Linked DNA regions of Mus musculus: all the other regions are linked to region 5. Evidence: chromatin contacts called from public HiChIP or PLAC-seq data. All regions are on one chromosome and are shown on one strand. Each heading gives the region's core, a stretch centred on a gene start, on an enhancer-like site or on the middle of the called end of the contact. The rest is flanking DNA. Distances are from core to core; before and after follow the strand shown. Region 1 holds the start of Dnajb2 (DnaJ heat shock protein family (Hsp40) member B2). Region 2 holds the start of Ctdsp1 (CTD (carboxy-terminal domain, RNA polymerase II, polypeptide A) small phosphatase 1). Region 3 holds the start of Stk16 (serine/threonine kinase 16). Region 4 overlaps Nhej1 (non-homologous end joining factor 1). Region 5 holds the start of Wnt6 (wingless-type MMTV integration site family, member 6).

What was found. HiChIP or PLAC-seq counts read pairs in DNA pulled down with a chosen protein or histone mark.
Region 1: a contact with region 5 is called in an H3K4me3 HiChIP or PLAC-seq map of the 230-238 cell line, with 5 times the contacts expected there. The contact joins the promoter of Dnajb2 here to the promoter of Wnt6 in region 5. A contact is called at or near these places in 1 of 39 promoter capture datasets (liver), 1 of 115 datasets of contacts at active chromatin or transcription factors (the 230-238 cell line) and 1 of 9 other capture datasets (adipose tissue).
Region 2: an H3K4me3 HiChIP or PLAC-seq map of bone marrow-derived macrophages shows a contact between it and region 5, with 4 times the contacts expected there. The contact joins the promoter of Ctdsp1 here to the promoter of Wnt6 in region 5. A contact is called at or near these places in 2 of 39 promoter capture datasets (embryonic stem cells and liver), 1 of 484 Hi-C or Micro-C datasets (embryonic stem cells), 3 of 115 datasets of contacts at active chromatin or transcription factors (bone marrow-derived macrophages, embryonic stem cells and microglia) and 1 of 9 other capture datasets (pancreatic islet).
Region 3: an H3K4me3 HiChIP or PLAC-seq map of the 230-238 cell line shows a contact between it and region 5, with 6 times the contacts expected there. The contact joins the promoter of Stk16 here to the promoter of Wnt6 in region 5. A contact is called at or near these places in 2 of 39 promoter capture datasets (the C10 cell line and cranial neural crest), 3 of 115 datasets of contacts at active chromatin or transcription factors (the 230-238 cell line and pancreatic cancer cells) and 2 of 9 other capture datasets (adipose tissue and liver).
Region 4: a contact with region 5 is called in a FOXA1 HiChIP or PLAC-seq map of pancreatic cancer cells. The contact joins the enhancer-like site here to the promoter of Wnt6 in region 5. A contact is called at or near these places in 3 of 39 promoter capture datasets (cranial neural crest, hippocampal neurons and stem cell-derived epiblast-like cells), 1 of 484 Hi-C or Micro-C datasets (cortical neurons) and 3 of 115 datasets of contacts at active chromatin or transcription factors (embryonic forebrain, forebrain and pancreatic cancer cells).

Annotation. Positions count from the first base shown.
Region 1 is chr1:75,235,132-75,237,921 of GRCm38.p6, reverse strand. It overlaps Dnajb2 (DnaJ heat shock protein family (Hsp40) member B2), which reads right to left and starts at 1,499. Exons shown (of 9, transcript NM_001159883.1): 1 at 1,333-1,499; 2 at 974-1,070; 3 at 358-467. The coding sequence starts at 1,038.
Region 2 is chr1:74,390,237-74,392,936 of GRCm38.p6, reverse strand. Ctdsp1 (CTD (carboxy-terminal domain, RNA polymerase II, polypeptide A) small phosphatase 1) reads right to left here and starts at 1,328. Exons shown (of 7, transcript NM_153088.2): 1 at 973-1,328. The coding sequence starts at 1,039.
Region 3 is chr1:75,209,532-75,212,231 of GRCm38.p6, reverse strand. Stk16 (serine/threonine kinase 16) reads right to left here and starts at 1,403. Exons shown (of 8, transcript NM_011494.5): 1 at 1,180-1,403; 2 at 818-992; 3 at 88-307. The coding sequence starts at 903. Glb1l (galactosidase, beta 1-like) reads left to right here and starts at 1,477. Exons shown (of 17, transcript NM_029010.2): 1 at 1,477-1,641.
Region 4 is chr1:75,039,232-75,042,121 of GRCm38.p6, reverse strand. The region is part of intron 6 of Nhej1 (non-homologous end joining factor 1); the gene reads left to right. Among named protein-coding and RNA genes, the nearest start is that of Nhej1, 85 kb to the left of the region's middle. Within about 2 kb of position 1,526, at least 42 of the 459 cell types and tissues checked have an H3K27ac peak or open chromatin away from gene starts, as enhancers often do. A contact at or near this core is called in pancreatic cancer cells, where this site is marked.
Region 5 is chr1:74,770,546-74,773,245 of GRCm38.p6, reverse strand. It overlaps Wnt6 (wingless-type MMTV integration site family, member 6), which reads right to left and starts at 1,354. Exons shown (of 4, transcript NM_009526.3): 1 at 1,024-1,354. The coding sequence starts at 1,100.

The DNA of each region.
Region 1 (2,790 bases), core at 250-2,749, 460 kb before region 5:
CATGTGCAATGCCCTAGGCATACTCAAGCACAGAGGAAAAAAAAAAATCACCCATCAGACCTGGATTCATATTCTGGCTCAAGAAATGGGCAAATTATTTCATCTCTCTCAGCCTCAGTTTACTAGCCTACAAAATGGGGGTGATAAGCTGGCCTGGCAGGAAAGCTATGACCTTCCCCGATCAGGACCCAAATTGCTCTTCAGACCCTGCTAGACAGACATAACATGGAGGCGATTAAACACTATCTAAAATAAAATCATGGAGGAGACGGGATGGAGGCGTGGCTTTAGGAAGGAGTACCAAGAATGAATGGAAGCAGGGGGACATGCCGGTCCCTGCAGGACCCCAAGCCTTACTGTCAGATAGTACTTCATAGGCCTCTGCCACCTCCTTAAATTTTTTTTCAGCAAATTCTTTATTATCCGGGTTCTTGTCTGGGTGCCACTGCAGAGCCTTCTTTCGGTACCTGCAGGAAGTGAGTGCAGAGGGAGGGTCAGGAGACTGATGTAGGCTTTGCCCACCGACTACCCTTTTTGCTTAGTCCAACACCCTTTCACTGCCCCGATCCCAGAATACCTCACGACTGCAGCCTGTATTCAGGGGTTTCTCTCCCTGTGGTGTGCCAGGGATATGAGTAAAAAGGAAAGTCCCTGCCATAAGCCCTTTCTTGGGGTTCTTTTGATAGAGCTATCTATAGCCACAGGGAGAGTGGAGACACTGTCCTGTCTCATAGCCTGGGCATTTTAGCACTGCAACCTGGGCAAGCCCACATGTAGGAGCTGGAGGAGAGGGGAGCTGGGTGTATAGAGGACGCTAAAGAAGGTCAGCTCTTCTTCCCTGGCTGGACTTGGTCTTCGTACTTTCCCAAGGGTCTCCTTCCTCCCTTCAGCCAGACCTCTAAAGGGCCCCTGGCACTCAGGGGGGCGGGGAACAAGGGTCAGAGCCTTTCTGTAACACAGCCGAGGCACTTACGCCTTCTTGATGTCATCAGGGGACGCACTCCGCGGTACGTCTAGAATCTCGTAGTAGGATGCCATGGCAACTCAGCGTCAGACGTCCCTCCTCCAGGCTGCGGGAGAGAAGGGGTCAGGCCGACAGAGGCACCGCAGCTCCGTGCGGCCGCAACCCCGGGCAGGCAGGCGACACTTCGAGGTGGAATCGGGCCGGGGAGCCACGCCTGCGGCCAGTGACTAGGCTCCTTCGCAGCCTTTATCTGGTCCCGCAGGCCGGTGCCCAGGGCTATCTCACGGCAGGAGTGGGGAGCCCTACCCGAACCCCCTAAGTCTAGTAACCCGATCTGAACCCCCAACCTGACCCAGCTGGGACCGCACCTCCTCTGCCGGGAGTCCCGCCCCTGCCCCCCGCAGGGGAACCGCCTAGCACCCGCTGCCCGGCTCGCGGCCACTGCGTACGACACGCCAGGCTGGGTTGTGTGCGCAAGCATGCGTCAGCGCCCTGGAAACTACTAGAGACTCAGAGGGCCGGCTCGGCCGGTCACACGAGGGGGCGGGGGCGGGGGGGGCGGGGGCGCTGCAGGGGCTGCTGGGAGATGAGGGCGGAGCCGTTTATTTTAGTTTTTCACCCAGGCGACGTCATTCCCAGGTGGGACTTAGGAGGCTGAAGTCGGCTATATCTTTCCAGCTATGACGCAGTCTCTCAAACACAGGCAGAGGGGCGGTCCGCAAGCTAGGTGCGGGTCCCCTGTCCTGTCGCTGGCCTCTAAAAGTGCTTCACGATCCCTGAGTACTTCCCCCAGGCCATCACCTCCAAGACTCACCGAGTCTCCTCTGGGCCTAACCCTTCTTCATAGCTTAGCTCCAGTGCTAAGTCTTCAAAAGAGGCTGCCCTGGCTCCCCTGAGTAGGTCAGACCTGCTTTTTATAGAGTCTCGTGGCATTTTCTTCTCCACACTGTCAGAGCCACAAATTAACATTTATTTGATGATCATCTATCTCCCCCAGTAGAATGTAAATTATACAAGGTAAGAATTGTGTCCTCCTTCGTTCGTCATCCCCTTAGTCTTTAGTCAGAATTGAAACGTATCAGTTGGACAGCCGAATAACACTTGGAAGACTTTTAACATTTTTGACCTAGAAAGGGTGAGGTAGAAGAGCCTAGTATGAGGAAATTAGTAGACTCAACGTTTCTCTTCCACAGCTGATCGTAAGTAGATCTATTTAGCCTCAGAATGATTTCTGGATTCAGATCTCAGGAAAAGGGAACCTTCCAGAAGTGGGTCTTGTTTTATTCCATCTGGCCAATTCCTAGACATTAGTGTACTGTTTTCTTAGTAGATGCTGCCAGAAGGTACTAAGAATGTAAAGCTATGGGGATAGCTTAGGGGTAGAGTGCTTGCCCAGCAGCCGCCAGACCTTACTTAGCCTCAATTCCCAGCACTGGGGGAGGGATAAAAAATGGCATGGGATGTCACACACACACACACACACACACACACACACACACACACACAGCCTATCAGCAGAACCCACTGGGAAACTCAGAACTCTGAGAGCAGGGAGACCTGGCCTTGCAACCGGATGCTGCTGTGTGACTTGGGAACATCCAAGGCCTGTTTTCCCCCTTAAGTATAGGTAACACCTAGAGTTGTTAGAAGTCAAATGAAGCATGGTTTATGGAAGCTGTTATTAGCATAATGCTTTCTGGTGTCACACATGACCCAAGCAGGAATGGTTGTATGAGTCCAGTCAGTGTTTCAGGACAGGTGACCTGGGGACATCTCATCAAAGCAACAGCTTGAGCACCAACCAAGGGAAGGCTGCCGTCATTTTG
Region 2 (2,700 bases), core at 79-2,578, 380 kb after region 5:
GGACCTTCAGGGCTCAGGGCCCTGTCGTCCACTCCCACTCTCCCTCCATTCTGTCTACCCAGTGAGTCCAAAGTCCCCATTGAGCCTGGGCCCAGAGGCCAGTGTCCCAGGGCTGTCAGCCCCACCGGCCCCACCTCCTTCACCCCGCCCCGTCTCTTTGCAGCGGCCTGTCTAAATTGACAGACCTACCCCCACCAAGCCTCTTCTCTAATCCTTTCTGCCTCCAGGCCACCCCCCCCCCAACCCCCAAAGAGCGAGGAACTGGACAGTGGACAAACCCGGAGTGACTTCCCAATCTTGAAATTCACACAGGGGAGGGAGGGGTGAGCCCCACTCTTGCGAGCCTTAGGGGCTCCGCATAGGCGGGCAGCACCCCTTACAGGGTGGGTGCAAGCGTGCACAGGCCCGAGGCCAACCGGCCTAGCCTGTTGCAGCCTGGGTGTCGCGTGCCCAGCTGGATACAAGGCCCCCAAGTCTGTCTTGCAAGGCTAGGGGCTCTCTGCCTTCGAAGGTGTCGTCTGCACCTCCACGCGTGACGCCCGAGTTTGTGGGAACCTGGCTGTGAGTTAGTTGGCGGGAGATCCCTGCAAGCCTCCCCAGCCCGCTGTCACCTCGGCACCCCTTCCAGACCTCAGCCTGGAGGGGGCGGAGCCTCAGCGGGTGGCCGGGTGGCCGCCTCACCCCCACCTTCTCGTCCCATTGGCGCCAAACTGGGGGAGGGGGTGACGCCCGGGAGCCCGCCAGCCCCTCGCTCGCCTTCTGCCTCAGTTTCCCCACTACGAGAAGCCTCGAGCGCACTGGTGGCGCCAGGCCCCGCCCAGCGCCTCAGACTCTCGCGGAGTTCAAACTCTCTCGGCCGCACTGGCCGGGGCTCGGGCCGGGCCAGGCCGAGGCGCGCGCCCGGGACAGCGGCAGCGACCGCAGCGCGGGGACGGCCCCTAGTCCGGTTCTGCCCTCCCGCCGCCCGCCTACCTTTGCCCCGCAGCGGGCCCCGCGCCTCCTCCTTGCTGATCTGAGTAATGACGGCCGAGCTGTCCATGGGGCCCGGCGCGCTCCGCTCCGGCCGGACTCTGGCCCCGGCGCCCGGCCTCCCCCCCGGCTCGGGCCGGAATCGGGGCGCGGGGGGGAGGGGAGGGTGGGAGGGAGGGATCCCCGCGAGCTTCGGAGGGGAGGGGAGCCAGGTTCTCGGGGGGAGGGGGAGGGAGGGGGCGCGGAGGAAACTTTGTTACAACATGGAGTTTCCTCCCCGCGAGGCGGATGCAAACATGGAACCCGGGCGCCGTTTCAAGGCTTCCCCTTAAAAGGGCAACGGCTTCGGCGCGCCTGGGACTCCGCCGCAGCTTTCATCACTTCTGGGGCCCGGCGGGCTGGGAGGCGGGCCGGGTTGCTGCGGAGATCCAGGGGGCGTCGCCTCTCTTCCTGCGGTGTGCTGGCCGGACCGAGCGTTCTGCGGCTGCGTGGCAGAGCGGACAGCCGTAACCCGCCGCTGCGGGCCACCGAGCCCCGGGACTTGAGGCCCGCCCCAGGCGCCCAGTCGGGGAGTGCCCGAGGACGTCGGGGCTCCACCTCCACGCATTCCAAAGTGCTGACACGATCTGCCTCCGTTTGTTCCTCTGGAAAATGGGATGACGCTAACTTTCTGTAAAATGGGTTTTAGTTTTTTTTTTAATTGAAATATTTTATGTGTATGGCCTGTAAAAATATATATGTTTATGTATGTACTCCACATATTTGTAGTGCACTCTGAGGCCGGACGAGGGCGTCAGATCCCCCTGGAACTGGAGTTAATAGCCGGTGTGGGCCTTAGGAGCGGAAATAGAGTCCTTTTAAGAGTGACATGTGCCCCTGAGCCATTTTTCCAGCCCCTAAAAAATTTAAAGTTATATTTATGTGTGGAGGAGGATACACGTTCTACGAGTGGAGATCAGAAGTTCTCTTCTTCCTCTCTTTGGGAGAGGCATCAAACTCAGGTAGTCAGGCTGGCCAGTAGACACCTTTACCCCCAAGCCTTCTCACCGCCTCTACAATGGGTCTTTTGTCTAACGTTGTGAATATCCCGTTCCCCCCCCCCAAAGGCATTCTTTGCTAGCCCCAGTTATGCAAACTCATCAAATTGTGGAATTGTAGATAGATTGATTTTATTTTTGTGTATGTGTATGAATGCCGGAGCCTTCAATGGCCAGAAGAGGGCGCCATCGCCTGGAGCAGAAGTTGGAGGCAGTGGTTAGCCTTGAGTGCTGGCACCTGAACTCATTCAGGTGGCCTGCATGAGCAGGGACTTCTCTTAACGGCTGATGAACCTCTCCAGTCCTAAATTATGTTCGTGATCCAACTGTAACTATCAGCATTCCCTGCAGTCTCGAGAACATCCCAGGATTGAAAAGTCCACTTCGGCGCCTACCTTTACCGACTGTCCTGTAGCAAATCTCGCCCTCTTCCCCTGCCAAACCCTGGCAGAAGCCGAGCCTCTGCTGCTCAGGGCGCCTTGTATCTTGTACGTGCTGTTCCCTCGGCTTGAAACGTGCCCCTTCGTCCTTGGCAGAGCCAAATCCCATCGAACTAGAAGAAATACCACCTTGTTTAGAGGCCCTCCACCCCCACCCCACCGCCCCTATCTGTGATTATTAGAGGGGCCCCGTCTAGGGCTGGCTGTGCTCCCGAGTGCTCAGGGGACGCCCGCGGAGGGAGGGCCCAGCGCCC
Region 3 (2,700 bases), core at 154-2,653, 440 kb before region 5:
CCTAGAATGTTTATGTTTGCCTGCCCAGAGCCTCTGGTGGGGTTGCACAATGTTACAATCCCCTCTGTAAGTACAGGCTTCTCTGACCTTGAAGAAGGGCAGCAGCAGCCAGGCTTCATGCTTAGCACCTCGTTCTTTCAGAGAGTAAGCCATGAGGCGAAGGATGTTGGGATGCTGGAAGAGGCGATGCATCTCTGCCTCTCGTTGGGCTTCTTCCTGGTCTTGCTGCTCATGGCACAGGATCCGCTTCAGGGCGTAGAAGTGTCCATCATGCAAGCCCTCCACTAGGTCCACATAGCTGAATCCACTGTGGGCCAAAGGGGTCACAGTGAAGGACCATGGTCATCTCTCACATAGCTCGGACCCAGAGGAATTCCCTTAGGGAGGAGTGCCTCTTACACAGAGTGGAAACACTCCCAAGATGTAGCTCTCATATAGTTTCAAGACATTAGGATCTGCGTTTCCCGAGAGCAGGGGCACAGAAATCACTGAGGTTTTGGTCTGAGCATAATGTGTTCAATTAATTTCAAGTCCTCATGAGTCAGGCACTGGGTGACATGCTTTAAAGAATATACTATCTCACTGAGTTTCCACAAGTCCCTCAGCGAGACATTATAATCATCTCCTTTTAAGCAGAAGAAACCACAGTTGACTTAAGGTCACACAAGGTAGATCCAGGAGGCCAGAGTCTAGAATCCACTTCTTGACCCGTTCAGCTAACCGGTCAGGTGGGGTAGACTCTAAGGCTAACACTCTTGCAACTCTATCACTGTCTCTAAACGACCTGGGTCTAGCTAAGTGACGTCCAAACACTCACCCTTCCCCCAATTTCTGGACGAAGAGGTAACGCTTATTGTCAATGATGACAGTTCCCCGGGAGCAGACACACAGTGCGTGGCCCATAACGTCTCAGTCATCCTCTTCAGGGATGGTCTTCCTTCCAGGGAGAGTGGGCTCTTCCAGGCGATGCGGTGGGGTCCCGGCGGGTCATGCTGGAATGGAAACAGCAAGTCGCGGGTTCAAGAACAATCTAGACAGCCACGGAGGTACCAACCAGGAGAGCTCAGGCTCACCTCCAAGAACCCATATTCACGTCTAAAGAAAACTGGCCCTGGCGACTCCAGCGCTAAGAAGGCTGAGTTCTGGCACCCCAAAGCCTCAGGCCACGCTGCGTCTTACCAGGCCGCTTCTTTCAACCCCGGCCCACCTTCGGCCAGGTCCAGCTCTCGCACCCGTCAGGCATGGGGTGGCGGCGCAGGAGGTGCGGGGCTCGAGCCCACCTCTGGCCGAGTCCACCCTCCGTCGCTCGGGAACGAGCACAGGGTCTGCCACTACAAACTCCACACCGACCGGTCTCCGGCCTGTGCGAAGGGCCAGGGACCGGAAGCCCGGATGACATCATCAGTCCGCGTCGAAGTAACGGCCCGCTGTATCCTAGCAACAAGAGGCGGCAAGAGGATGTGGGGACCCGGAAGTGAGAGGCTGGGGCCCGGCTAGACCTGGGGTGTATTGGTTTCTCTATCTCGCCGAGGGTTCCCACTTGGCCCTCAGTAAGGGTCAAGACGCAGGGACTAGTACCAAAGGGGAGCAAAGCAGGGCTCTGCCCGAGGCCCCTAGGACCTCTGTCTCCCAATGTCAGAGGTAGGAGGTCTTATAGCTCCCGCGCGCTGGAGTTAGAAAGTGGCTTTCTACAATCTAGCTTGGAGGAGGGACCAGAGAAGGGCGGGTGCTGACCCTTAGATGCCAAGAGGTCTGACCCCTTAACACTCTCAGGGGTCTAGCCTGTACTCCACTGCCTTGGCTAGTGTCTGTGTCCTTAAACTAGAGTGCCCGTTTCTAAACCTGGTCCTAACAGTCTCCTAGCTGTGTGGCCTCCTGCAAGTTATTTAGTCTTTCAGATCCTCACTTTTCCCAGCTGTAAGACAGTACCTACGGCTAAGTGTCGTGAGTTATGAGGCCAAACTGACTAGTTCCAATCCCAGCTCTACTGAGCTAGTTGTGACTTTGGACAGCTACTTGTTATTTCTAACCTTCATTTTCCTCGTGTGTAAGATGAGAATGAGAGTTATTTCATGGGTTGTTTCAAAATTAAATGAGTTGTCTTTCGTACAACTTTGGAAACAGCCGTATATCAATGTGTGTCAATAAACAGAAATAATAGTATTTTCTACGGCTGTGAAGGCAGGAGAAGTGGAAAATTAGACTTCTAAGCCTATGAACTATGCAGTTTGTTTCACATCTCTTGCCTAGACAGGCAGAATATATTGGAAAGGGGTGTACCTCCAAAAAAGATAGTGACCAGGACAGGCTTCTTGTAACCCCTTTCCACAGCATGATCACTCTGAAGATTTTCTAGGTTTTTCCACTGTTTCTGAATCCGTTTTAACCTTACTGCTCCCGTGCATATAGATTTAACCTGATATGTGCCGGATCCTTTGCTAGTCATGAAGATTTAAGACACCCTGTCAGCCCTCCGAGAGTTCAGTTTAGAAGAGCAGGTTTGTTAAAGCACAGACTCTAATTCTAGAGGTCTGGGGTAGGACCCGAGATTCTGCGTTTCTAACAAGCTCCCAGGTGATGCTAATGGAACTGATTCGGGTTCAGCACTTCGAGAAGTAATATTTTACAAACTAGTGGACCGTGGATGGCTACAGGCAAAGTCCGGGTTAACGGCCTGAAAAGTTGAGGTGGTCTCCGCCC
Region 4 (2,890 bases), core at 277-2,776, 270 kb before region 5:
GTGTCTGTGTTTGTATGGGGTGTATGTCTGTATGGTGTATGTGTGTATCTGTTTGTTTGTATGGGGGGGTATGTGTGTCTGTCTGTATGGTGTATGTCTGTCTGTCTGGTGTGTGTATGTGTGTGTGTGTGTCTGTGTGGTGTGTGTGTGTCTGTGGTGTGTGTGTGTGTCTATTTGTATGGGGTGTGTGCCTGTTTGTGTGGGGTATGTGTATATCTGTGTGTCTGTATGGGGTGTGTGTGTGTTTGTAGTGTAGTTCAGAGCACTTGTGGGAATCAGCCTTCTTCTACCATGTGTGTTCTGAGGATCAAGGCCATCAGGGTTGGTGGCCTTTTGCTCTCTGAGCTATCCCTCCAGTCTCAGATTTCTATTTTGAAGATAAGGAAACTGAGCTGCAGCAGTAAGTGGCTGAAGTCTGTATGCTCTGTTGAGGGGAGCTTGGGTAATGAGAATTCTTGGGACCTCTAGGGCGCCTGTACTATCTTCAGAATGTCTCATGTAGCTGCTAGAACTGAAAGGTTTGTACTGGGACTGTAGAGCTACAGTATCTTTTCAGTTACTATGCTTGCCTGGGGTCCTATAAACAGGACATAAAAGGGTCAGGAGGTCATCCAAGACTGGATTGAAAGGATGTGCCATCAAAATAAGCAACATGGAATAGAAAATAAACAAACCAGGGAGACAGTTGGGATGAACAGGCAAGGAGGCCAGGCCAGTGTCAGAGGGCCATGCGGTCAGTGCCTGGGGCTACTTCTATTCCCATTGGAAATCCTGCTAGGCAAGAGGCCATGGACACATACAGTACAGGGCCAGGAGGGCATAGAGAGTTCTAGGATGCTAAAGTTAGAGAAGATATTTAACCATTAGACAGGGGTACTTCCTCATATTTGATGTTTTTGCTTTACTTCTTCCCTTAAGAAACTCTGACTTAGCCAGGTGCACACCTTTAGTTAGCCCTAGTACTCAGGAGGTAGAAGAAGCAGGCAGATCTCTGCAAATTCAAGGCCAACCTGGTCTTCATGGCAAGTTCCAGGCCAGATAGGACTACATAGAGACCCTGTCTCAAACAAACAAAATACAATAAGATAAAGAACCTCTAACTTTTCATTTTCAGAGAACATATGGACACCAATTGCTAGTGACCCAACTAAGGGGGAAATTTGCTATGTAGAACAGCTTGATCTTGAACTCTTGGAGATCTACCTGCTTCTGCCTGACGTAACAGGGGCTGGGGCTAAAGTGCTGAGAGGCATCTTTAAGTGTGGGAGAGAAGCTGAGGAATTGGGGACTGTTACACATGGCAGGATAACTGTGTTACGGATGAGCACAGGCTGGTGAAGCCCCTTACAGCTGTTCTGTTGGAGGAGTTCCTTTCCCTGGCCCTGCCCATGCCTTTCTTTCCCCATCTGGTTGCTATCAGGCTGTGTGGCTGCTGGCGGGCTCTTTATTTATTTATCCCAGTGTAATAGGGTGAGGAGGGAGCTGGCCTGAGGTTGGCTTTCTGAGGCCATGCCACTGAGCCACAGGCGGTTAGCATGGGTGTGTGAGTCACTGGGGCTGCATGCTGCTCAAACCAGACTCGGACAGGCTCAGCGACAGCAGGCAGCCCAAAATAGAGCCCCGCCCTCTGCAGCTGGCAACCTCTGGCTAGGAATCAGCCCTTTACACCAAAACCTGGGCAACTGCACGTTGTTGGCTTTCTCTGGGTGGGGGCCCTTACAGAGATAGGGATTTTGTAGCTCTCTTCTCAGACATTACACAAGGATAGCCAACACATCAACATCTCCCGTTGCTGTACTTTGAATGTCTCGGGACACTTAGATAATCTCCTTGGTGTGATATACTAGCTAAGAAGTTTGATATTTGACATTGATCTGACTCAGTATCCTAAATGTAGCCGTAGCTGTAGTCTAGTTGCAGCATTCTAGAGCATTACTTGACATTAAAAAGCTACCCACTGCTGCTCTTCCTAAGCTTGAGTTTATGTCAGAAGCACTGGGTAGACCTGGGGAGACTCAGGAGCAACCTGAAAACTGCTCTCCTGTTACATGCATCTACAGGGGGTTTCCTTGTTTTCTCTGGATGGGTCTCCTTTTTTTAAAAAACAAAAACAAACAAACAAACAAACAAAAAAACAACAACCAAAAAACCTTGTGTCAGGAATGTTCATGGTACCCAGGATCAGATCCAAGATCTTATTTATTTTCCCTTCCTCTGGGTTGTCTCATTGAGAGCCTAGTCCCAACAGCACTGTAAACCACTGAGAGCTAGTTTTAGAGCACCATGTCATATAGACCCATGCTTTTTTTCTGCATCCTTGATATTTCCACATGGATATCTATCTTACTGGTAGGTATCAGTGCCTCTAATGCATGCTCCACATGAATTAGTTACTTCTTTCTTTAAACCCGTTCTTTATTTGTATTCTTTGCCTTGGTAGATTAAACCATCATCCATCGGTTCCCTAAACCAGAAACTGAGGTTTCACCTGCATTGCTGCTTTCTTCTTGGTTTTCATTTCCAATTATGACTCACCAACCACCATGGAGTCTGTTCTTTAGTCTAGCTTTTGTTGCCTTAGATAAGCTGATACCCTTTTGGCTTGATGCTGCAACTGCCCTCTTACCTGCCTTCCCATCATCCTCTTTCTGCTTCCCAGTTAAATTTACATTTATCAGAATAGTCTCTTTGAAAAAGAGACATGATTGTCTTGCTTTCTTGCTTATAGTCCTTTAGTGGTTCTTATAGTGGCATGTAGGGTAAAGTCCAAATTCCTTGTATGCTATTAAGACTGGACCTATTTACCTCTTCATCTTGATCCTCCATCATGGTGCCCTGAACTTATACACCTAAAGTGTTATAGCTTCCTGCTTGGACACATCTCATTCAT
Region 5 (2,700 bases), core at 105-2,604:
CTTTCTTAGGGTTGGCTAATCTATCAGCACTCTTGCCCAAATCCCTCCTCCTCCTCTCTGAACACTGAACTATTCCGGGCGGGTGTTTGTGGCTCTAAAAAACTAAGAGGAAAAAAGTCTTGAAGATTTGGATCTGAGTTGTCCTGGCGCCCCCCACCCCCGCTGCCCCTCCTCTGTCCTTCCCCTCAAGGCTCAAAGCTTTGGAAACCCTCGAAGTCTAGGTGTCTGCTCTGGCTAAATCCCAGAGTTCGGATCTGAGAATTTACCCCATCTCTCGGCTGGCCAGGCTCCTACTGGCTTCATCAGATCGCTCTCAAGAGTTCCTACACCTCCTCCGCTACACATTAAAAAAAAAAAAAAAATTCCTTACTTCCCAGTTCTGGAAGAGAGGGCCTCCGGGATCTCCCCTCTGTCTTTCTTACTCGCTATGGGAAAAGCAGAGAAGTCAGAGTCCTGACTCAGTTTCCCCATTTGCATTCCCTATTCCTGTACTACTGCCAATGCTGAAGGGGCCAGCAATGGTGAGGTGGTAGGCAATGAGGCGCGGGCAAGAGGCAGCCGTTTGACTCTCTCTGTCTTAGAGCTTTCCACCTTGTTCCTGTCTGTTCCCCAAATCTAGCTCGAGGGCCCTTCTCGCCCGTCCCCACCCCTCCTCACCCCGTTCTCACCCAATCTCTCACTATGGATTTCATGATGTCCAACAGCTCTTCCCTACCTATCTGCCAACTCCTTGATGATGCGAATTGGACACATTTCTTTGGGGGAAGGAAGACTATACGGGAAGAAAACACAATAGAGTATCCAGGGGTACAGAACGTCAAAGTGGCACTTCAGAAGTGCTCGGGCAGAGACCCGAAAGGAACTGTCTGCGAGGGTCCCGGTGCAACCTCCCGATAGCTGGGATCCTGGAGCGGGTAGAGCCTGAAGGCAGCAGGATCGCTGTGCCAAGTCCCAAGACTGGCTCTGGGTCCCCACCCTCTGGTGTTTGGAGCTGCGCGGGAGACAGTCCCACTCAGCACTCACCACCACAGTCCATCGACGTGCGCGGGGCACAAGAGCAGCAGCAGCAGTCCGAGGCGGGAGGGCACCGGCGGCAGCATCCTGAGAGCTCTACCGCAGTCTGGCCGGGGAGGCGGCTGGGGGTGGGGAGTGAAGCTGCGGGGTGAGCCGGGGCGCGCGGGCACCGGGCTTCAGGGCAAACGCGGCGACCGAGGCGGCGGCCCGGAGACTAGGGCTCCGGCGGCGGTGGCGGCGGGGGGGCCCATCCCGGGCGAGGAGGGCGCGGCGGAGGCGGAGAGCGGACCCAGCAGCCAGCGCCTGTGTCTCCTGCGGAGCTCGCTGGAGAGAAGAAATCAGAGCCGGGGGCGGGGGTGGGAGGGGAGCGGGGCCGAAGCGTGGGCGGGGGAGGGGGACAGGGGGGCCACGGGGGTGGCAGTTGCGACAGTCAGGCGGCGGGACTCTTGGGAGGGAGCCGTGCGCCCCGGGGCGGCGGGCGCAGAGCGCAGCGGAGGGCGGGTGCTGGGGCGGGGCCGCGCGCTCACGGGTGCGGGTCCCGCCCGCCTGCCCCTCTCCTAGCCTCTGCGGGGTTGTCCCCTGCCATCCCTGGACCTGGGGCATGGAGGGGCGGGATGAATAGTCGAGAAGGGTAAGGGGGGGAGGGAGGAAGAACTGGGGAAGGGGGACTGGCTGGGAGACGTTTGACAGGTTTGTTGACTGTAAAGAGAGAAAACTTCCCAGGAATGAGGGAGTTTGGGGGGAGGGAACAGTACGTAGGGATATACAGATGGGGGCCAGGGAGGAAGTCGGCCGGGGGCGCAGGATGCTCGGTAGAAGGCTGTCCAACTGGATCGCCAGCCCAACGAACTTAGGAGGCGTTACCAACTCCCGCGTCTTTTGCCCCTTCTTCAGCCTCTGTCCCAGCAAGGGAACGAGCCCGAGGCCTGGGTTCTAGCTCCCTAGCCTTGCAGCCGCAGCCAGCCGATGTTGGGGGCGGACAGTGTGGGGGAGATAAGACAGCAAGTGGAACCTCTCCAGGGCCTGCGCTCCAGTATTCGCTACTCATAAACGTGGCGGAGGGCCGAGGTTGCTGACTTCCAAGAGAAGAGGGGTCAGCGCTGGCTGTGGTCAGGTCTCACTTGTCCGCGGGTTCCTGGAGCCTCAAGTTCCTCCCCCAACTTGGCCAGGGCAGAAGGGGTGGGAGAGCCAGCTGCAGGTGAGATGGCGTTTATCTGATTCTCTAATGCCACAAAAATGTCTTTGATGCCCCTGACCCCCTCCCCACGGGGGGAGATCAAAGGCCTCGTGGGGAGGAGGGACAGCTCCATTCATCAAGCCAAGCGGCTGGCAGCGGGCGGCAGCCTCTGCTGCTCTGGCCTGGGGCAGAGGCCCCCCGACGTGCCCCAGGAGTGCAGAGGGACAGGTGGTGCGGACATTCCGAAGCAGGAGCCAATTTCCCCGCCACCGCTATCTAGAGGGCCCATCAACCTTAAACAGGGGACCTTAAGCCCACGTGGCAGAAATTTCACACCAGAGGGGAAAGTTCCTTGTCGTTTGGGGTGGGGAGGAATTTAGAAGTGGAAACGGAGAACAGTGCCAAGATAGACAAACACCGCTGGTGAGCAAAGAGGAGGGCCGGTCCAGAGAGTCGTCCAGAGAGTGGGGCAAATGGGCAAAGATGAGACTGGGGGACCAGAAAGAAGG